Linked DNA regions of Mus musculus: region 1 is linked to region 2. A link is a contact called in public Hi-C data. All regions are on one chromosome and are shown on one strand. Each heading gives the region's core, a stretch centred on a gene start, on an enhancer-like site or on the middle of the called end of the contact. The rest is flanking DNA. Distances are from core to core; before and after follow the strand shown.

What was found. A called contact is a pair of places that touch in the nucleus more often than the background predicts.
Region 1: a Hi-C map of cerebral cortex shows a contact between it and region 2, with 4 times the contacts expected there. The contact joins two enhancer-like sites. A contact is called at or near these places in 2 of 484 Hi-C or Micro-C datasets (cerebral cortex and embryonic stem cells).

Annotation. Positions count from the first base shown.
Region 1 is chr8:128,033,190-128,038,793 of GRCm38.p6, forward strand. No RefSeq gene overlaps it. Among named protein-coding and RNA genes, the nearest start is that of Gm32590, 230 kb to the left of the region's middle. Within about 2 kb of position 2,637, at least 24 of the 459 cell types and tissues checked have an H3K27ac peak or open chromatin away from gene starts, as enhancers often do. A contact at or near this core is called in cerebral cortex, where this site is marked.
Region 2 is chr8:127,605,684-127,611,261 of GRCm38.p6, forward strand. It overlaps Pard3 (par-3 family cell polarity regulator), which reads left to right. Exons shown (of 25, transcript NM_001309391.1): 25 at 4,749-5,578. The coding sequence ends at 5,091. Among named protein-coding and RNA genes, the nearest start is that of Gm32478, 22 kb to the right of the region's middle. Within about 2 kb of position 3,913, at least 15 of the 459 cell types and tissues checked have an H3K27ac peak or open chromatin away from gene starts, as enhancers often do. A contact at or near this core is called in cerebral cortex, where this site is marked.

The sequences.
Region 1 (5,604 bases), core at 1,387-3,886, 430 kb after region 2:
CTTGTTGCATGTTGGACCTTCTATAGAGACCTTCATATGGAGTAACAGTGTGGTGGGATAGGGATGGAAGCCTTGGGGAATGCTCACAAACAAAATAATATAAACCAGAGTCTAGAAACTATCTTTCTGTCAACTCTAGTTTGCCCCCTACTTTTGAAAGTAAAAATTCATTTCAACTTAGTCACACTCTTCCCTTTACATAATAGTCACAATGCTTCCAAATGGTATGTATCAGCTAGTGCTCTAAGAAAGATTTTCTAGCAACTGACCTAAACTGTGTTAAGTAAAATTAAAGTTATCCAAAACTACATAAATTACATTCAATTTGAGACTTAGAATGGGAAGAGAGTTCAAAAGAAAACGTTTGTCTCTACAGCATTTGAATCTTCACCCTTCAGTTGCCAGAGCAGTGCTCCCCTGTTGGGATGTCAGGCTTTGTGGATTTAAGGTTGTGCTTCCTAGTGAGGTGTGAATGATGAGAGCCTGTTAAGCCAGCTCTAGGGAGGTAGAGAGAAGAAGGTCCTTGGGACTTCCTGGCCAGCCACCTACCTTGCTTGAGGAGCTTGGGACACTACTGAGAGTCTTTGTTTATCTTTTCAAAACAAAGAAAGAGAAAGTGAATAAATAAATAATAGCAGCAGAGGAATACCCTGTGGGTCACGCATATGCACCATACACACACACACAGAGAGAGAGAGAGAGAGAGAGAGAGAGAGAGAGAGAGAGAGACAGAGAGACAGAGACAGAGACAGAGACAGAGAGATAGAGAGAGCTGTTTCCCTACATATCATTTTAAAGATCTTATTTTTAAGTCTTATTTCCTTTTAGATACCGTGGAAAAATACTGTACATTCAGGCATCCTTGCCCCAACCCCTGCACCCCAGGACCAAGAACATTTCATTAGAAACTCTGAGCATCTGACATGGGACTCGGAGGCATTGCTCACTGAGTCCAAAGTCTAAATTGCCTTTTCACAGAGTGCCTCCTCCATACCCTAAGGAACTTGTTCCGTTCTGCAAAATTAGAATGGAGCCAGGCGTTCCATGGGCCATACTCTGTCATCCTATGGGGACGATCTCTTGAGATTAAAATGGATTTGATGGGCAACGAGAGAAGCCTGGCAGCCTGACAAGTACTAGAGATAAGAGCTCTGGGACAGAAGCCAGGAGAACAGAGCCTCATCCCACCCTATCCCTGGTGAGCTGCATGGTTCTGGGAAGCCTTCTGAAACTCTGCTTATCTTCTACTGTTTCTCATCTGGGATGGCCAAACCCATCCTATCTATCTCAAACAAGTCGCCGAGAAGAGCATGAATGGAATGAAAATAGGATTGCCTCAATGCAGTGAGTGGGACTACTCTAGTGTTTACAATGGGACCAACCATTTGATTTGAGAAATGATTTTGAGAAATAGTTTGATATAGGAATCAGAGAAGTTCAAGAGGTCAGACATGCTAGAGCATCCAGAAACCTTGGCAAAAGAGGGATAAATTTGAATATGCCTTAGACAAGGTCAAGAAAGCAGGCCAAGATACAGCCTGTCCCTTTGAGAAAAGCCAAGCCACATCTGGCTATGTGAATATAGGCAGAGGTACTGTTATAGTGGCTCTCTATTGCCAACTTGACTGGATTTGAAATCACCTAGGAGGTATGCCTCTGCTTGTGTCTGTAAAACTGTTTTTAAAGAGGTTTAAATGAAGAACAAAGACTCAGCCTGAATGTGTGCAAGCACCATCCCATAGGCTGGAGCCTTAGAATGAACAGAACACTGTGATAGACTGTATCTGTGAACCAAAAGTTGAAATTACCTCTTCCTCCTTCAGGATTTCACCCTTGTCAGACAGGTGCTCACAACAATGGGAAAAGTAACCAGTAATCTTAAAGCAAGTCCTTCTCATGAGTCACCTCTTAGACGACCCTAGGAGGGAAAAGACTTGGACTCACAGAGGACCCTAGTCAGCATTGGGGCTTCTAAAGAAAGGACCTTGACCTTCTTGGATAGGATGTGGCTCAGGATTCAGGCAGAGGTGATGCTCATGGGGACTCAGAACAAACACTAGGTCCTGGAACAGAAGACAAGTATGTAAGAGAGAAAGAGAAACTGACTGTGAACTGATCCATACCAACCTGAGGCTATGCAGCAGCAAGTCAGCTCCACCTCCCCATCACCAGAGGCAGCTGACTTGTTTCTGCCATCATTAGGACTGCTTGAGACTCTCTGGGTAGAGAAGGTTTTCCTGAAAGCCCTTTACCCAAACACCACTACTTCACTGGATGACCCTTATGTGAGAATAGTCACATTCTAAATCTTTCTTTTTGTTAGAAACACTGGACTATGTGGAAGGCCAAATGGGAACTTGGAACTGCCATTATTGCTTTCATATGAATTTACTTCATTGGGTCATCTCCTTTTACCAACACTGCCCTGAGAATGTCAGCAAAGAACATGCAGTATATAAAACAGTAATTATAAAATAAAAAAAACTAATGATGGTGAACTCATCTCTCCTTCTTCTGTGATTTGTCCTCGTACAAAAGGCCACTGAAGAATCAGGTGCATGGGTATGGCCTACCACAGCCTTCAGTGGACTAGTAGGAAGGGGCACAGGCCCAGTGCAGAGGAAGAAGTGACTCCCAGAGAGGCAGCTAGTTGCAGTTCCTCAGCATGGAGGAAACAGCTTTCTTCCAAGCTGCATGAAGGCATCCTGTGTGCTCAAAAATACAAGGGAAGCAAAATTGCCACAGGCCCTCTTGAATAGTTCAGGCCAGCTGCTCTGTGCACAAGGAGGAAAGGCACAGAGGAAACCTGGTTCTTACAAAGTCCCTCTGCAGAGAGGTTGGGCGTGAGAGGAGCATGCTTTCTTTCCCACCGCCTGGAGTTCCCCAGCAAAGTAGGCTCAGTCTGTCAGAAGGTCAGAGCAGCCAGAAAGCAGCCAACCACTTTCAAAGACTGCCTCATTTTCAATGAAAGTTTCCAAGTGATAATAACATCTCTCAGTATTGAAACTTCGAGAACAAATTTGCAGCTCCCCGGTGATGGATAAAACACCATTGGAAAGTGTGGCTGTCCCCTGCACAGGCCAGCTCAGGGAGAGGGAAATGGATCACACTCACAGAGAAGACAAATTACACATAGGCATCCCAAGATGAATTGCAATCATAACCTGGGAAAACCATCGCAGGGTTTCTGTTATCTGCAGACAGTGTGCTGAGCTCATTTTCTCTTGAAAGACAATGTACTGTGTTAAACTGGCTTCACTAGCTCAATTGGAGGGAAAAAAATGGCTATGCAATTTGTGTAGGGATTACGAATGTAATTAATACAATTTGCAAAAGGCCAATGCCATTTTGCAGACTTTAGTCCCACAGAACATTGGGGAATCACATGTTGGAGAGCATTCTTTTGTCTGTGATACCAATGTCCAATATTGCCCTGCTCTTCCTGCAGGTCTTTCTCATCTTGCAATCTGAAACTAGACTTGAACTGCCTTTTCCTCCAGGATCTGTAACACTGTCTCCTCCCTTAGGACATTCTCATGAGAACCAAAGAATCCTTTGTTTACAGCAGAAGGATGGAGTGATGAGGATACGATATCACATTGTACTTCACCTGTCTTTTTTAAAAACGTGCATGAGCACATATGTATGTGTATCAAGATACTTCTATATCCTGTCAAACAGAGTTTCTCACTGACTTGAGGTTTGCTGATTAGTCTAGACCGCCTAGCCAGCAAGGTCCAGAAATCCACCTGTCTCCACATCCCTCATGCTGAGATTATGCACACACATCACCATTACTGACATTTTTACACGGGTTTGGGGGAGTTAACACAGTGTATTGGCTAATTTTATGTCAATTTGACACAAGCTAGAGTCATTGTAAAGGAAGAAACTTCAACTGAGAAATTCCCTCCATAATATAAGACTGTATGCATGCCTCTGGGACACTTTCTTAACTAGTAATTGATAGGGCAGGGCCCAGTCCATTGTGAGTAGTGCCATCCTGGGGCTGGTGGATCTGAATTTTATAAGAAAGCAGGCAGAACAAGCCATGATGAGCAAGCCAGGAAGCAGAACTTCCCCATAGCCCTCTGCATCAGCTCCTGCCTTCAGGTTGCTGCCCTGTTTGAGTTCTTGTCCTGATTTCTGATGGTGAACAGTGATTTGAAAGAATAAGCCAAATCTTTCCTCCACAAGTTGCTTTGGTTATAGTGTTTCATCACAGCAATCGAAACTCAAACTAAGACGTGAATCTTGAGCTTGTGTGGAAAGCACTGTACAGACTGGGCATTTCCCTGGCTACCCTTGTGTGGGGGGTGGGAGTGTGTGTGTGTGTGTGTTTGTGTGTGTGTGTCAGTGTCATAAGACGTTGGGTTTTAAGAGTATGCATCTTAGCAGCAATTATCTATGATTTCAGAATGGGAAAACTGTAAGTTGAGACTTCTTGTTTGGGAAATGAAAGAGATAAGGTACTTTGTTCAGAGTGACTTCTGAAGATGCTTACTTAATGCCCACATTGGGCGATAGATGTGGGCCTGAGTACCAGAGGTCTTCTACAGAGATCTCTGAACAGGTCTGGTGTGAGGGTTCCAGTGAAGGGAAATGAGTTCTGGCAGGGAGGCACGAAGTCTCTGCTATGCCTTCTAGGTCACTTGGTAACTCTGAGTGGGACACTGATGAGAAGCTGACAATACAGTGAGGAGTGTGGTGGAACCTCGGGCAGTGCTTCAGGAGAGCAGGTCTCTTCCAAAGTGTTACAGCTCTTGGAACAAAAGACTCAGATGACAAAGTAGTTCTCGCACACCTTTAATTCTCTGGATAGGTTTTATATACAGTTTCGGGGGTGATTCAGGGTTCAACAGCAGATACCTCTCATTGGCTTGGACTGAGTGCTTGGAGAAAACCTTATTTGCATGTGGGAAGGCGTGGTGCTGCTCCTACATGATAGCCACACACCTCTTGTTGTTGTGGGGGCAGTAACTTCGACAGGAGTCAGTGGTCCAGGAGACATGATCGAACACCTTCTGTCCCTTGTAGGTGGAAATCACCACCCATTGAGTCCCCGGGGTTCCAGACCTTTGCTCGACTGGAAACCAGGGTGTCTGTGCATAGCCCACTGCCCCACACTTAACCACTTTGCTGTGCTGTGGTTGTATGGATTTTACATGATAAACATGAGTGTCTGTGCTCTCTAAAGTGAGGGCATCAGGACAATCTGATGTATAGTTCAAGTTGAGAACATAGCTTTCTGGCCCCACCAAATGTGAGCCTTGTAAGCTCAAGTTTAGGTCTCCAAATCTCATTTTTTAAAAAATTCTTGGCATGGTGGAGCATACTTCTGTGTCCCAGCACCTGGTGATGTTGATTAATAAAGACAAAGCACTGGAATGGAATTGAGACATGGAAAAGAGGAAGAGAAAATAAATTGATCATAAGGAGGAGCAAGGCTTTATCTTTTTTTTTTTTTTTAACAAGGGACTGAAGAAAGCTTGGATTTTGTTGGCTGATAAGGATATTAGGAGATAAAGTGAGAGACCTAGAAAGTTTTGAGAGGATTCTGCTAAGTGCCAATGAGACCTACAAACACATCAGTAACATCATAGG
Region 2 (5,578 bases), core at 2,663-5,162:
GGGGGAATGGAGACCCCAGTAAGCCCCTCACTTGGCTCTCAACCAGACTAGCATGTTTTCTTTAATTCCTAAATGAGCTCCTTTCTTTGGTGTACCGACTAGTTTTATGTTAACTTGACACCATTCATTTTTGAAGAGTAAGTTTCAATTGTGGGGGAAAAAAGTCCCTATGAGATTGTCCTGTGGGCAATCTTGTGGTATATTTTTCTCAATTGGTGATTGATGTAGGAGGACCCAGCCCACTGGAAAGTGCCACCCCTTGCCTGGTGGGTCTGGGTGATGTAAGAGAGCAAGCTGAGCAAGCCATGAAAGCAAGCTAGTAAGTAGTGCCCCTCCACAGTCTCTCCATCAGCTCCTGCCTCCAGGGCCCTGCCTTGTTTGAGTTCCTGCCTTGACTTCCCTCAGCGGTGAAAATGGAACCTGATAGCTGTAAACTGAAAGAATCCTTTCCCCCAGTCCCTTGTGGTCAAGGTGTTTTATCACAGCAGTAGAAGCCCTATCAAAATTATCTGGTATCCGAAGAAAGTTCTCCATCTGAACCTGTGCACTAGAGCCATGTAGCACCCATAACACAGCTCTCCTCTCCTTCTCCTGTACTCTCTGCATTCCCTCTTCCTCCTCCCCTGTGGTGACTGTTTCTGTTGTATGACTGCTTTACCATTTATCTCTGCCTCTCACCAGCCACTGCACCCTCATGTCCTCTCCCACCAGGGCTATTGTGTCCAGATCTGTCTGTCTGTTTCAAAGCCTTTCTCTTTGTCTCTCTTCATCGCTCTGTCTCCCTCATCCTGGTGGCAAAGCCCTTGCCTTGTGACTTTGGCTTAAGTTCCTTACATGGTGATGTAAGCTGTTATAACCAGGAGGAGGCAGTTAGTACCTAGCTGGGTGTACAGTAAGATGCCCAGGGGGCCACACGAAGCTGACCTAGGTATGACTGTGAACAGATCCATTGAGGACACATAGGCGGCTGCCATTGCTGTGGTCGTTTTGAATGATCACGGGTGGGATGTACAACTGTGGAGTGACCGTCATTGGGCACCAGCTCTTGGATCCTAACCTACTTGTCTCTGCAAGGGAGGGAAAATTAACAATGCACCTCCTACTTCTTATCCTTGGATCCAAAAGTGGCCATCATCCCTCTCTACCCTAAATCCAGAAGCCAATATTAGACACTGACTTGCTCTCCAGCTCCCATAAGTCATTTGAAGAGAGCCAGTCTCTTTTCTGAGCAATTTACATGTGATGGTTCACTGGTTTCTCCCCAGTACCTTATACAGTCAGCAGCTACAGCCCATCTGACAGACGAGGTAGTTTGGGCCTGGAGAATACAACTCCTCCAGGCCACACTGTGACCAAGTGAGAGCTCAGAATCTGAATCTCTCTAATCCTAAGCTATTCTTCCCTATGCCAGGTACTTGGATATTTAACTTCTAATGTGGGAGGGGGAGAGGGAGAGAATGTGTGTGTGTGTTCCTGTGTGTATGTATATATGTGTTTGTATGCATGTATGTGTTGGTCTGTGTGTATATCTGTGTGTCTGTGAGTGCATCTGTGTGTTATATCGTTAACTATTCAGAACATTCAAATGCTAATCCATTCTCTTTCTCTCTTCCTTCTTTTCCTCCCTCCTTCTTCCCCTCTCTCTCCTTTTGCCTCCTTTCTTTTTCCTCTCTCCCCCTTTACCCCCTGTCATGTGTACAAGTAGGCACATGTTTATGTGTGTGCACTGGTGCACAGGCACATGTGTGTCCATGTCTATGGAGGCCAAAGGACAATCTCAGCTAATATTGGTCAGGCATCAGTTTTACTTCCTGAGACAAATGTCTCTCACTGGACCTAGAGATCATTGGTTAAGCTAGGATGGCTGGCCAGTGAGCCTCAAAGATCCTCCTGTCTCTAAGCACTGGGATTACAAATATGAACAGTCACATGTGGCTTTATACATAGGTTCTGGGAGATTTAACTCAGGTCTTCATGCTTGCAGAGTGAACACTTTGCCACTGAGCCATTTCCTCAGCCTTCGAAACAGGAAACACTGTCTGCCTCCTTTTCTTCCTTTCTTGCATTGGCTCATTGCTAATTCTTTCTTAATGAAGAACGTATGGACACCAATAGCTTCCTCACCAAAGAAAGTAAGAGAGGGGTGTGTGTGTGTGTATATATGTGTGTATGTATGTATATGAGAGTGAGTGTATGTGCGTGTATGTGAGAGAGTGTATGAGAGTATGTATGTGTATGAGAGTGAGTGTATATGATTGTGTGTATGAGAGTATGTATGTGTATGTGAGAGTGTATATGAGAGCATGTGTATTTGTGTGCATTGTGTATATATGAGAGTATGGGTGTGAGAGTGAGTATATGAGAACATGTGTGTGTATGTGTTCATATTCCCCATACCCTATTTCAAACCTCAGGAATTTCTTGCTTTATTTTGTGCTCACGTACTCATTAATCTGAAGCAAACTTGAGCTACAAAACAAGTTTCTCCTCCTACAGCATCTTCCCCTCCATCCCCAACAAACCACAGTGAATTTTCACAAATTTCAATGCAGAAAGAACCTGCATTCCTAGGGTGCCTGAAGCTTATCTTTCTATGCAGAGATCATGCAGGGTCAGGGAGGAAGGTAGCGAGCTTTAGTATCAGGAAGTCATGGATGAAGAGATGACATTTGTCACATCCCAGGCTTCACACTGACATTATCCATCTGTCACATCTCTGGTATGATTAGTCTACGATTTTTTTAAGTGAAGACAGTCAGTGCTTTAGGCAGAGGACCTTACTCTGTCCCATCTGAGGATTCTGCTGTGGCTCCCATGAGTAGAGCCAGGTGGGAGCCTCTGTTCTTCTCAATGGATCACAGAGCCGGTAGTGACAGTGAGAGTTTAGTTCCATCTGCAATGTCTTCCCATCTATAATTTCAGCCATGTAGAAAATGGGTGGGTTCTACCCTGGACCATTTTGCCAGCATTCCAGAATATTCGAATACTGCTCTCTCTGTTCCTATGGGAGACATAGTGGCCTCCCACGATCTCCTCATGAATGTGCAGTGTTGTGTGTGCTGATGCAGGAGGCTGATGCCAGCAGGCTCCACCTACTGCCGCCAGACGATTTTCTTGTTGATAAATGGAGCAATAATACATTTTCTTTATGACTGTCATCTCTCCTCCCCCTTCTGTTTTCAAGGAGGAAAAATAGGGCATGTCTTCCTTCCTGGCACAAAATTGTTCGGCTTTATCAAAGGCAATCTTATTGCAAATTCATAGAAGTATCTAGAGCCTTGATAGTAAATTAAAGATGTTTCAGAATTGTGTTTCCTGAAAACTGCAGCCAGCCCCTTTAAGAAGTAGTAGGAGGTGAAGTTTCTGTGCAGCCCCTTGCAGAAGTAGTAGGAGGTGAAGTTTCTGTGCAGCTTGCGTTTGCCTCTCTATCTTGGGGTGATAGGAAGTGAATTATATAAGCTGAGATGTGGGAAAAAATAGTGTTTCTAGACAGGAACTTGGGCAACCCTGACCTGTGTCAGTTACTAATATACAGGATTCCAGAGAGCCAAGCTGAAGATTGTAGGAACCTCCTGTTGCATCACTTTGTTTTGTTAATGATTTTGTTGTTGTTTTGAGACAGTCTCTTGTCACTCAGGCTGGTCTTGAACTTTACTATATAGTCGAGGATGACCTTGAACTTCTGAACCACCTGCCTCGGCTTCACAGACTCTGGAGTTATAGGCATGCAGTACAACCCCGGTTTATGTGGTTCTGGGGATGGAGCCCAGGCCTCCTGCATGCTAGGCCAGTGCTTCTGCAGCTGAGCTGGCCCAGCTCTCTGCCTGCTGTCCTTTCATTTTTGTCTGAGCTCGTACTGTAGTCTATCACATGAGCTGCCTTGTGACAGAGCGATGTCCCAGTCTTTGGAAGATGAAAGCGAGCAGCACGCACCATTTTCTAACATCCTGGCAGCAGCTAGATACACTGCTCGTGTGGGTAGCTTAGACCTGAACAATAACGCTGAAGTGAGCAGCGGTTAGTGCAAAGCTAGATGCTGCTGATACACATGTGTCTGTGCCCACACTGCAGGGGACCTGGTTGCCCTGAGCCAAACAGAGGGCACCTCAAGCTAGGAGGAGCACCTGTTCCTAAATATCTACTGAATCTGCTTCTGTCTTTTGTTCAGTTAGCACTGGTCACTTAGCTGAAACTTGGGACTGGCTGAGGATAATTAAGGTTTTTTTGTTTTGTTTTGTTCTGTTTGTTTTGTTGTGGTGTGGCTGCATGTTCAGTGTAGGTGCATCTGTGTGAGTACCCATGCATGGGTGTGCACGTGAAACCAGAGGGCACCCTCGAGTGTCATTCCTCAAGAACTATCTACCTTGGGTTTTTGTTTTGTTTGTTTGTTTGTTTGTTGTTTTTTAGGTAGGGTTTCTTGATGGTCTGGAGTTTGCCAAATAGGCTAGACAAGCCGTTCAGCAAGCCCTGTGGATCTTCTTGTCTCTCCTCCCTAGTGCTGGAATGTGTGCTATCTCATTCAGCTATTTGCATGGGTACTGTGGATCGAACTTAGATCATTATGCTTGGGCAACAACATGCTTTAGCAGCCCAGGTATTGGTATCTTCCCAAGCTCTGATAGTCAATTTTGAGAGCTCTAGCCCCTCACCATGATACCTGGTGGGTGCTCAGGTCATGATGATATTTGCTAAAGCCTGGAGATTCATCTCTCTCTCATCCCTGACTGACTTCTTTGCTTTATTGCTAGACAAAGCAGGAAGAATGCCAGCTCCATATCACAGGATTCCTGGGAACAGAACTACGCCCCTGGTGAAGGCTTCCAGAGTGCCAAGGAGAACCCCAGGTATTCCAGTTACCAGGGCTCAAGGAACGGCTATCTAGGCGGGCACGGCTTTAATGCCAGGGTCATGCTGGAGACCCAGGAGCTTCTCCGACAGGAACAGAGGCGGAAAGAGCAGCAGCTGAAGAAGCAGCCTCCAGCTGATGGAGTCAGAGGGCCCTTCCGGCAAGATGTGCCCCCTTCTCCATCTCAGGTGGCTAGGCTGAACAGACTGCAGACACCGGAGAAAGGGCGGCCCTTCTACTCCTGAGCTCAAAGAAGGATGGCAGCATTTTGTGTCATGCAATAAAGGACATTTACCCATGAAGACTTGTGCTGTTGGAGTTTTTTAAAAAAAAAAAAAACCTTCGGTGGTACTCCAGAACACTTCTGTTGCTGGTATCAGTGCCTTTAAGCAGCATGAGCAAAGAAATGGAAGGCCTTAATGTCTTTGCCACTGCGTCTATCTCGTGGAAGGACCCCCACCACCCCCTGACCCCAATATCAAGTTCAAGGCATCAACTACCTGCTTCTCTGCAGTACCGGAAACTTCAGCTCCATGCCTAAGATGCCTACGGACTTCACAGCTTCATCTTAGAGAGTGAACCCCCCCACCCGAGGCTGCAGATGTTGCTGACGCCCGCTCCCCCCGGAAGTGACTGCGGTGTGCACCAGAACTTTGCAGCAGGGTTACCCCTGTTCTCCCACTCGATCTGGGGTTCCCTTTATTTCCTCAGATCCTCGGAGCATGAAGGCTC